Linked DNA regions of Mus musculus: region 2 is linked to region 1. The links are chromatin contacts, called in public HiChIP or PLAC-seq maps. All regions are on one chromosome and are shown on one strand. The core of a region is the stretch at or near the end of the contact, and the rest is flanking DNA. Distances in the headings are between cores, read along the strand shown. Region 1 holds the start of Clk3 (CDC-like kinase 3). Region 2 holds the start of 4930461G14Rik (RIKEN cDNA 4930461G14 gene).

Region 1 (5,466 bases), core at 1,546-4,045:
AACTGAAACTTGCCTGGCTAAAGCAATGAACTGGACTCAACTCAAAGAAATTCAAAACTCTTCAGTCAGTGAGGAACCACAGTAGAAATGAGAACTCTGACCCTTGAGCAAAGACACAATGTCTCACCAATAGTCCCTACTCCTATCAGGTTCCAGCCAAGTGGGCCTGGGCCCAGAAGGCCTGCCCAGCTCTTGCTGACCCATCCAGAGTATCAGCCCAGAAAGGAGCCACAATCAGGTATCTAAGCTGCTTGCCTGAGGCAAATTTTAGTGGCCCTCAGACCAACTAGAGTCCCATACCAGGTGCTTCCTCTTTAACAGCATCATAGCCATCCCTTCTAGCTCCTCCTACTCCGGCACTCTTTCTTGTGCCCTATCTCTGAAGGAGCCAAGAAGACGTGGCTGTAGGTCTACACTGGGAAGTAGGACAAGTATTCCTTAACCACGGAGTACTTAGATCCAATACCGGAGACTCCCAAATGGGATCAGCAGCCAGTTCAGAGAGATGGCTACGTGAGTCTGGCACCGTTTTCACCCATATCCAGCCCCTTCACATTTTGTCCACCAGATGGCCAGGCATGAGAGCACAGCTTGTTTGCTTTCCAAGCCTTCAATTGCTCACACCCAACCTCTAGTAGTGCATAGTCCTAGGCTTGCCTGGCCAAGCACCTTTTAAACAAATCCATCAAGGCTGCTCCATCTCACCAGCACAGTCCAAAGATGAAATAGGTACTTGTGTATGAGCAGGATTGGGAGGCAATTTATGTAAACCTCTGGGAGCCCTAAGAAAGGCACTGTTGTTTTCACACTTATCTGAATGTCCCCCACCCCATGACCTTATGACAGGTGCTCAGGCTGTAGCCTGAAAGCAGTAGCCCATGTCTCACCAACTGACCCAAAAGACAACCTACTGGCCAGGCATACATCTTCCCAAAAGGCAAAGTGGTCCTGCCCATCCTCACCAGGCAGACAGAGCACCCTAAGCATCCTATCTGGAGGATGTTGTAATGCGGTCTAATCTACAGCAGACCAAAATTTTCCTTCTGGGACCTAAGTGGATTTCTATGACCACATATGTCTACTTGAGTGGAAAGTCACAGCCTCAGAGTCGAATGCCAACCTGCTCCACAGCAATACCACTTCACTGTTGCCTTTAGGCAAGTTATTAAACCACTTTAAGCTTCAGCCTCCTCTTGAAACAAGGGAACAATAATCTCTTACAGGCTCCATAGGAATTAAATGTCTGCCCTATAAAGTCAAAAGCCTAGCACAGGTTTGGGCCACAAGAAGTACTAAAGACAGCCTTTCATTAGCACTGAGAAGGTTCCGGCTAACACTCAGGGCTATGTTGAATGCCTTAATTTATAATTCCTTCCAAGGGACCGGGTAGGAAGTTTTGGCAGGAAACCTTGAACTCGATCCCAGTGTTGCCACTTACTGGCCCTGTGGCCTTATACAAGTCACTCTAGACCTAAATTGTCATGCCTGAAAAATGAAGATAACACCTCTCATACTGGCAAAGATGGCCCAATATTTTGGCCATGAAGTACCACACATAGGCAGTAATGGAGATAATCTCCCTTGCAACGCATCCCAGGCAGGTGAAAAATGGGAGCTACCAGGTGGCCCATGTCCTCCTCCCAGCCAGGTCGTTTGAGCCTATTTCTCACAAATTCTCCGATTCCATGAGTCCTCGGCAAAGAAGCTTTTTAAAACGTAAAGGCCACAATTATGCTTTGGGAGGCTCTGCTCTGAACAATGAAGAAAAAGGCAATGTGACCAATGAGACCAAGTTACTGGATGCCAATTTTTCTATGAGCACAGGCCTCTCTGGCTTCTCATTTGCTGTTCCTGGCTAGAGAACCGGGCTAACAAGAAGAGCAGCCAGCCAGGTCAGCGGCTGCCCTCCCGGATTCCTGCCACCCAAGCGACCCATGGTTATTTTTGGCTGGCAGTGCCCCACCACTGCAACCTCAAACCTGCCACCTCGCAATCTGCGGCTGCCACCGGGCAAAAACGCTCCTCCTTTTCAAGGGCACGGAGGAGGGAAACTGGAAGGCCGCCAACTCCGCCTTGATGGGGGCTAGACTCTGGCAATTCCCACCCAAGCATCAGGGCACCCGCACCCGGAACTAAAGCATAGAGGCTCCCGACCGGACCGAGGAGCAGCCTGGACATTTGTACTCCTGGCTTGGTCTGGCCCATTCTCCGGGATGGAGCGGTTCCATCATAACAAAACACGGAGGGGGCCGGCGGCCCGCACTCGAGTCCCTTCCTTCTGCCCGAATCCCAGGGATCTCAGAGCCCCGTTCCCCGTAACCGCCAAGGGAAGACCCGGCGACCAAAGGGATGGCCAGCCTGGGCCAGAATCAAACTCCAGGCGGCGCGCGAAGGAGATCTGCGGGCTAAGCCTCGAGCTCGGGGCAGGGAAAGCCTTTCCAGGATAGCCTAGGTCGGACGCGACCCAGCCAGCGGGCCGGCGCGGGACCCAAAGGGAAGCCTCCCAGCCGGCTCCGAGGCCGCTGGAGCTCCGCCTCCAACACCGCGGGAACCAGAAAAGGGGTCTGCAGTGACCGCCCTCAGGGAGAGAAGCGGCGGGTCAGGGGTGAGAGGTCGGGACCGCGGCCTGACGTGGGCCGAAGAGGGAAATAGGTCCAAGCCGAGACCCGACCGGGTGGCACGGTACCCGTACCGGCGTGGCCGTCCCCACCGACTCACCCCAGCTGCCCGGCCACGGGCTCGGGCCCACACTCACCGTCTCCCAGGCTCCGGCTGCGGCTAGGCCCCACTCCCCACTCCGAGCGCCTCTTCCGCTTCCGGCTCTGGCCTCCGCCCGTGGCAGCACCGCCCCCTCGCGTGACGCAGCCGTCGGCGGCCCGGGCTCGACCCGGCCCAGAGGCCTGACCGCTCTAGCCCCGAACTCGCAGACTCTGGGGGACTGGCCTGCCCCGCCAGGGTCCGGGCGACATCGGTGGAGGTCTCTTCCCGGAGGTCCCGGGAGCAGCCTCGGGCCGCGGCCTGCCCCTCTCCGTGTGGTGCTGCACGTAGGCCCCCGAGGCCGCATCGGTGCGCGACCACGGTCTGAGGACGGCTCTGGGCCTAAAGGAGGAACCCACCGGACTGCCAGGCTGGGGCCGCTTCCCCGCCGCGGCCCAGCTGTGCTCGCCAGCCTCTTCCTGCGCGCGGAGAGGACCGGCATTGTTCTCCCGGGGCCCGGGAGGGCGCTAGAGACGAAGGCGGTCGGTGCGCCCGGGCAGAGGAAGGCGGGCGCGACTCCGCTTGCGCGCAAGAAGCAAACGACACATTCTGCTCTCGGCTTGTGCGGGTTTTTTGAAAGTCCTGGTGCCACGCCCCAGCTGGCTCGAGCGAGCAGTCTCCGGGAAGATCCCCGCGAGCCTCGGCGGTGGGGTCTGACGGAGAAATCGTCCCCTTCCCTTGAACACCTCAGAGCGTCTTGCTGTCAGTCTTGCTAGGAAACCCGCGCCACACAAAAGCCCCGAGCCGCGCCGCGCTCCCGCTCTGCCACTCGAGTCACTCAGCCCGTCCTTTCGCTGCGGCATCGGGCGTGAGGCACCCAGTCTAGACCCCTCCCACCTACTGTCCAACGCTTTGTCGTGGCAGGATCATGAGGTCTTATTTTTTTTTTTTTCAGAAGAGAATACAAGTCGCGGTCCTTTGGTTGGGCCTCGCTTTGACAGCGTCCCCGCCCCCGCGCGTCGCGCAGCCAAGCGGGCGGGTGCCGCGCCTAATTGCCCCACGCCACGCGAGGTCCGCGAGGCTGCGGCGGCCGGCCAGGGCGGGGCATAGCTTTAGGATCTTGCTGACTCAACGCGGACAGCCAGGGTTTCCCAGGTGTCCCCTCCCCGTACGGGATGCGCGCCCACCAGGTGCTGTGGCTCCCTAGGCCCCCCTGCAGTGATGAAACTGCCTTTAGAGAGCTTTGCCTCTGGTTCTGACGTAATGGCCCGGCATCTTCATCACCAACCAAGTAAAAGCGGTTGAGTTAAAAAGCTGGGTGATTATGTTTTGCAAACTCAAACTGACTCATAGTCACCTTCCAACCCCACAGACATTCAACAGCCATTTCAACTGCTTCTGCCCGAGTCCTGCCCCATTGGTTTCCAGCCTAGAAGCCAAAGATTGAAATATCCAGGCGTCAGAAGATGCAGCTCCCACCTGAGGCCAGGCCCACACTGATAGAATTTCCTTCGTTCACAGGTTTCTGTGGTGTCGTCACCTCCTACCAATGCTGCCCAGCCATGTTTCCATGGCTACGGGAAAATAGCATCCTCCAGTTTAAGGCCGACATCCTCAAAAAGTTCCCATCTCCTGCCCTACCCCAAGTGTCAGAAATGAGATAATTTAGACCGTCTTCCTGCCTACCATCCTAACAGGAAAAATCAGGGCCATCTGCCTACAGCCCCCACTCTCTCTACAGAGAGGACTTCTTGCTGACAGCTGATATAGGAGCTGTCTCCTAGCCCTGTCCTCTCCAGAGGCTGCAGCTTGGCCTTCCTCCTGGATGGTCTCCCATTAGACCTTCGTCCTCTTGTCTCTCTTCATAAAACCTAGCAGAAGAAAAGAACTGGTTCTGAAGTAAAGTTAGGTTGATGAACGTCTCCCGGCATACACATCTCATCTCTGTGGTACTCTGTTGAGAGGAACCTTGGAACCGCTCCTCCACCCCTTGCTCAGCCCTGCGCTCCCCCAGAAGGAGACTTGCTGCTTACCCACTGCTCCAAAGCACCAGCTTCCACCAGCCTGTGCCCTGGGCCTGTCAAGCCTTTTCTGTGTGCCTGGTCTGTAGCTTGACTCCAGGGCACCAAGGTGATGTCCCGTTCTGCTTGTACTCAACTCCTACAGCTTCTATTTCTCTCTACCTTTCTTTTCCCCTCCCAGGTTCGTGGGCCCCAGTGCTCTCTCTTCTGTCTGCCCTTGAATTCTCCTCTGCTATATCTAGCTTTGTCCTGCCTGGAATGAATTGATGTACATTTGAGCCTCAGCTCTAAAGTCACCTCCCTGGAAAGTATCTTGGGAGAGGTCAGGTTCTTCTCTGTGCTGTGATGCCACTCTCTTGGCTCTCACCCAATACTCTGCACTTGATCTTAGCCAAAAGGCCGAGAAGCGATCACCCAATACTCTGGAAGTTCAACACAGCTTTGCTTCCCAAATCGGGCAAGAAACACCCTAACTCTGGAAGTCTCGCTTCCTCTTGGGCCTAGGTAGGGTGGACTTGTGGATGTTATGCCAGAGTGTAGGATCAGTCCTCACAGCCTGTTTTAGAGTGAACTTGGGTGATGCTGATGTAGGAAGACAAGGAGGGGCTTTGGGCCTGGAGTGGAGAGAGTCAATCTGCTTAAAGGGGGAGGGGCCTGCTGGAAGGTGGTGCCAACCTAAGAGGGACAAAGTTCTGGGAATATAAGATATGTAGGTGAGCACGGGGTCCCCAATGGAGGAGTTAGAGAA
Region 2 (5,466 bases), core at 2,056-4,555, 690 kb after region 1:
AAAGATGTGGAAAGTTTAGATCATCGTGAGATGCTAAGCAGGGCCCATTCAGAGTTTGGATGGAGGCCCAGAATCCATAGGTGCCTCCTCTAGCAGCCAAGCCAGTGCTGAGAACACAGGCCCTGGGAATCAAGAGGGCATAGCCAGGTTGAGGGTTCTGGTGAGGCTTTTGGCACAGCACAGGAACAGGCAGAGAAAGCTGTATCTACCTGCCAATCTGCAGCTCCACCCACCAGACACCCCATTGGGTCAGAAGAAAGGCAGAGCTGGCCCCAAGGGTTCTTTCCTGGGAGTGCAGGGCATAGGTGGGGAGTAAGGTGGCCTGTTCTACTGACTATGGGGCTAAGTCCCTTCCCAGGAGAATCTGTCACCTTCAGGAATTGTTTGCTTTCTCCAGCCATGGCTTCCACTGTTGCCCCAAGGTAGGGGTAGCTCTTGGTGTGCAGAAGTGACATCTTGGTTCTAGAGAGGGCAAGAAGCCCAGCCAAGGGTCCCAACATACTTCTCCAGGAAGCATTCTTATTCTTTTGGTCCGTTGACAGCTGTCTTCTTCCTCTGGCAAGTAAGACTCTGGGCTTCACCATGAGCCAGGCTATATTCTGTGTATTCAGCCAGGAAAATAAATAGATGCTGGGGAAGTGGATGGGGCAGATGAATCAACCAAAGTATTTACTCCTGGCTTGCTGCATGGGTAGGGCTTACATCAAGATATCAGATCCATGCAAACGGTTTCTCCATCTTCCCCAGTGACCTGGCCTCAGTTTTCCTATCTATATTCACTGCAGAAGTCAGGTTCACCTCCCTGGACTGTGCTAAATTGTTAAATCGCTGTGTGTCTTTGGGAAAAGAATGTCCATTTCTTACAGGTTTCTCGTGGGGAATTGAGGTAGCATCGTGTCTGCCTCAATTGTTTGTTTCAAGGGTTCCAATGAAGAACATCATGTAAGTGAGAAGACGATCCAGAGGGCCTGCCACTTAGTGAACAGTCAGTTTAGCAGAAACCTGGTTCTTGCATTCTGCCTACCACCTTCTTTAGGCTCAACTGGCAAGAGCTGGTTGGGGAGGGGCTGGCTTAGTGGGTAAAGCACTTGTGTGAACTTGAGTTCTAATCCCCACATCCATCTAAATGCTGGGTAGGAAGTTAGCACACCTATTTAAGCCCAGTCCTCTAAGGGGTGTTGGGAAGCAGATGGAGGCTCCCCAAAGCAAGATGGGAAGCTAAACTAATCAAATCCGCAAGCTCTGGGTACAAATGAGAGACCTTGCCTCAATGTATGAGGTAGATGGCGAATGGTCAAAACCCCCAATGTCAACCCCTAGCTTCAACACACCTTTACCTGAACACATAAATGCGCGCACACACACACCAAACAGGCATGCATGCCACATATACATATATGTGTGAAAATAAAAATGTAAATATAAAAGAGTAGGGTGGTGCTGTCCCTGCCTGGCCCAGAGGACCTTAAAGCCCCACCCCTTGTCCCATATGAGTCTGGGATGCCTCCTCAGCCCCTGCTCCTCCCCTGGAAACTCCTTCAGCACCTTTCCTGCTCTGCCTTCACTCTCACAATTTCTGGTTTAATGTGCACAATACAATTACGGCAAAATGAGCTTCCCATCAAACCCCAATGACTTCCTTCCCTCAGCCTACCCCAGCACCACCAGCCGGGTAGTGCTTCCTCCTCTTAGGCTATGGAGATAAATTCCAGGACATGACTTCCTGAATAAGTATCCCTCTCCCCCCACCTCCCAGAACCCTACACATAACCGCTCCAGAGCCAGGGTGGGCTTTTATAGGACAGGAGTCAGGTCAGAGCTGAACAAAAGAGGAGTACCCCAGCCTGGAGCTTGCTTAGCTCACTGTCTCTACAAGGCTCTTCTCTAGTCTCTACTAAGTCCAGGATGGGGTGGAAAATTCAAGAAGGAGTTGAGAGAGTGTGCAACCTAGCCATTGCCAAGGTGGAGGGGGAAGTCCATTCAGAAGTCATCTGAGGAGTATTAGATTTTAGGCAGAAAGAGAAGAGAGGGAGGAGGAGAGGCTGAGTCACACTGTCCTGTAGGGTAGAGCCTTATCAGTGCTGCAGATGCCACTGGGGGACAGAGTCTGAGAGAGTTTCCATCTCATCAGCCAAGGAACATGTCTCCTTTTGAAGGTGTCTGGGGGTGGAAGGTCTTGCATCTCAAGGAAGCAGGCTTAGTTAATATGTCTGGGCTTCGTAGCAGAGGTGGGGGAGCAGGGCATTTGTGACTGAGGCTTCACGGGGAAGATCACTCTCCCATGATGCTTGGCTAATGTGTGACTCATGTGAACTGACGATAGTCTGGCTGCCTTTGATCTGAGCTGGGATGTGGCTTAGAGCCTGATTACCTAGAGGTCTGGCTGCTCTTGAATAGAAGTATACATGCTCTCTCCAAAACCACGCAGCCCCCCAAAGGCAGGAGGCAGTGACCCACCAGCCACATTCCCCATACCTTGGTAGGAGACGGGTGTCAAATGCAATGCTGGTACCCTGCCTATCTAGGCTGAAGTCACTTTTGAGTCAAGTTTTCCTTGGCCTTAGTCAAGGCCCTGAGGTACAAAGTGACCTGTCTTAGGACGCTCTGGAGGAGACACTGCCAGCACAGATGGGAGAGTGAAGCCAAGGTGTGGAGCTTCATGATGCCAAGAGCTCATGACACTTTTGCTTCAGTGCCCCCTTCAGTGCCCAGAGCCTTCTCCACTGGAACCATCCCTTTTAGTCAATGGCTCATCCTGGAAACATTCTCGAAGCTGATTACCAGGCCCAATAATGTAAGACTCTGGTGAGAGATTTCCCCCCCACACACACCTTTGCCCCCAACACACACACAGTGAACAACGCTGAGCCGGGAATCGTTGCAAAAACAAGAGGAATTTTATTGTTCCAGCATGCTGGGGTCACCCTGCACAAGAAGAAGAGAGAACAAGGACTCTGCACAGCCCATTCGGTAAGTTTTTATACAGTTTTCAGAGCCGCAGCCATTGCGCACATTGTGATTGGCAGAACAGTGCGACTTTTAAACTGATTGGTCTTTAGGGAATGAGGTGGCAAGGACTTCCCTTGTCTATAGGTGGCCAATGGTCACAGAATGTGTCTATGTGCTCAGGACTTCCCATACCCGCAAGTGGCTGATGGTTGGTTCCTCCCTCCCCCCACCTTGTCTGAGGAATGTAATTAGCCCCTCCCTTCCGGAGGGGGTGGTGCCTAAGTCCTCTATGACCTTTCTCTTCCAGGAGAGGAGATGGAATTTTCCAAAGTTCCTGAGTTGACCTCTTCAGTGCCAGGCATTGGCATTGTGGAGATGAACTAGGCAGGTACTCTCCCTCAAGTACTTCCCAGCCCAGAAGGGGACAGGACCACACCTGAGGACTATCCTAAAGATCTGAACAGTGGAGACAGAATGAAGAGAGCTTGCTTGGACAGCTTTATGTAGCAGAGCTGGTACAAGTGACTTAGGCCTTGAAGGGTGAGTAGTTCATTGAGTTAAAACAGGTATTGTCCAGGTCTGGATAAAAGGGGAGAGGGCAATGATAAGACAACAGAAAAATGAAATGGGGCTTCAGTGGGGGAATATTTACAGGCCCAGAAACCCCAAACTGATGATCATAGGGTGATGTGACCTATGATCAAGGCCTATGTCCTACAGGTGTAGCCCTATACAACATCTGACTTTGGAGCCTGGCACCACAGTGGCAAGGTCTGGAGCACTTTGCCTTACTTTCTGGGCCTCACTGCTGCAGACGGAACAATGACGGACCCAGTGCTCTGAGCACACTCCCAAACACCCTGACTGGAGAGTAGGTGTGTGAATGGCAGCTATCACTGTCACGTGAATTATTACATTGATTTAGAAGGATCTGTTCAGTTCATAAACCCCAAATAATGGAGCCCAGCCAGTCATGAGACTTGCAGAACTATAGAGTCACTGGGGTAGAGCTGGTGCTGGTACTGGAGGCCGTGCTAAAAATGATCCCCGAGGTCTTAGTCCTGGCAGAGGAGAAACGCAGCAGGCTGGGCTGGGTAACTGTGTTGGCAATTTCCCCTTCAAAACCACCTGAACTGGAGCCCCATTCATTAGCATGAGAATGGCGCGCCGGCTGGGATCTGAGGGTCCAAAGGTATTTGTATTCGAAAGAGCTTCCTCTGTTCTTGGCTCAAAGTCACTGCGGCCTGAGCTGCGAGGCTGGGCGGGGATCCAACACACACTGCGGGTAGCCTGGGAAAGAGGGGAGTCCTACCCAAGTGGTTGCTCCGAGCCTCGGGACCACACTCAGAAATGCAGCCCAGAACACCTTCCCCATCCCAGCCCACCCGGAGCCATCCCTGTATTTGGGAAGCTCTCTTGTAAGTTCTTGAAATGTCTCCCCACCCCTCCAGCCTTTATTTCTTTTTAAATCCTGTGTGGAAGAAGGCAGGGGTTTGAGACCTGTGTGCCTCTCACAAAGGAACCTAGAGTTTTCAAAGGTGGAGAAGCACTGCCCAACGGGATTAGTAATAGTAACCATCATTACAGCTAGTGGTTGGGAGCTGCCCCTTGCCAGGCATCATGTTAGGAATTTTACATACATTATCCTCGGTGTGGCTCTCTTTTTAAAATTCATGCCACAATCCTGAGATGTGGTTTCAAGCCTCACTTTACTGATCAGGAAACTATGATGTGGAGGATAGTGTTAGCTTACCCAGGATTAAGAAAATAAATTTCCTATCTGGAGTATGGGCTACAGTATTAAGTTCCACACCTCCTGATTGCCCTTCCGGCTGCCCCTTTGGAAAGGAGTCCAGTGGAATGAAGGGATAGTTTGACAATTTCCCCTTCAGGTCCTCCCAGCTCAGGCTCCGGTCATCAGCATGAGAACCAGGTCTGAGCAGAAGACCCACCCTCATCTCTGGCCCTTCTCTATCAATCCTTCTCTGGGCACTCAGGTTTGTTTATCCCCCTAGGGATCTGCTGTGGAGCCCAGCATGATGGCATTTCTAAGGGAAAGGCAGGAAAGGCAGGGAGCAGAAAGATACCCGCCTAGTTTGTGTAGCACCCTGTGTCACCCTCAGGGAAGAACCCAGAATCCAGAATGGACCCCACAAGAATGTTCTTCACTTGTCTGCCCAACCTCTTCCTCTTGCCTAGTCCTTTTGTCATCTTCAAGCAGGCACCCCATTCTGTTCTCCCACCACCTCCGCTCTCCCTCCTTATCCTCACCAACAAGAATCCAAGAACACTCCAGTGCCTTAGCCACTCTGTAAAGTTCCCAAGTCTAGCCATACCGTTACTGACAACTTCATGGAGCCTCAGCTAGGTTACCATATGTTACCAAGAAAATGGGGTCCCCTCTCAGGATTCCTAGTTTCAATTATAAAAGAATTTTGGAACAGACTCAGAAGGAAGCTCTGGGACAATCCTATAAGCACTTGAAAGAAAACACCAGGTCAGGCAGGCTGCCTGGGA

What was found. HiChIP or PLAC-seq counts read pairs in DNA pulled down with a chosen protein or histone mark.
Region 2: a FOXA1 HiChIP or PLAC-seq map of pancreatic cancer cells shows a contact between it and region 1. The contact joins the promoter of 4930461G14Rik here to the promoter of Clk3 in region 1. A contact is called at or near these places in 2 of 115 datasets of contacts at active chromatin or transcription factors (embryonic stem cells and pancreatic cancer cells).

What each region holds. Positions count from the first base shown.
Region 1 is chr9:57,762,319-57,767,784 of GRCm38.p6, forward strand. Clk3 (CDC-like kinase 3) reads right to left here and starts at 2,796. Exons shown (of 13, transcript NM_007713.5): 1 at 2,756-2,796. Gm32510 (a long non-coding RNA gene) reads left to right here and starts at 5,132. Exons shown (of 3, transcript XR_870786.2): 1 at 5,132-5,222.
Region 2 is chr9:58,451,868-58,457,333 of GRCm38.p6, forward strand. It overlaps 4930461G14Rik (RIKEN cDNA 4930461G14 gene), which reads left to right and starts at 3,306. Exons shown (of 3, transcript NR_040736.1): 1 at 3,306-3,489. Gm32820 (a long non-coding RNA gene) reads right to left here. Exons shown (of 3, transcript XR_379493.4): 3 at 5,350-5,466.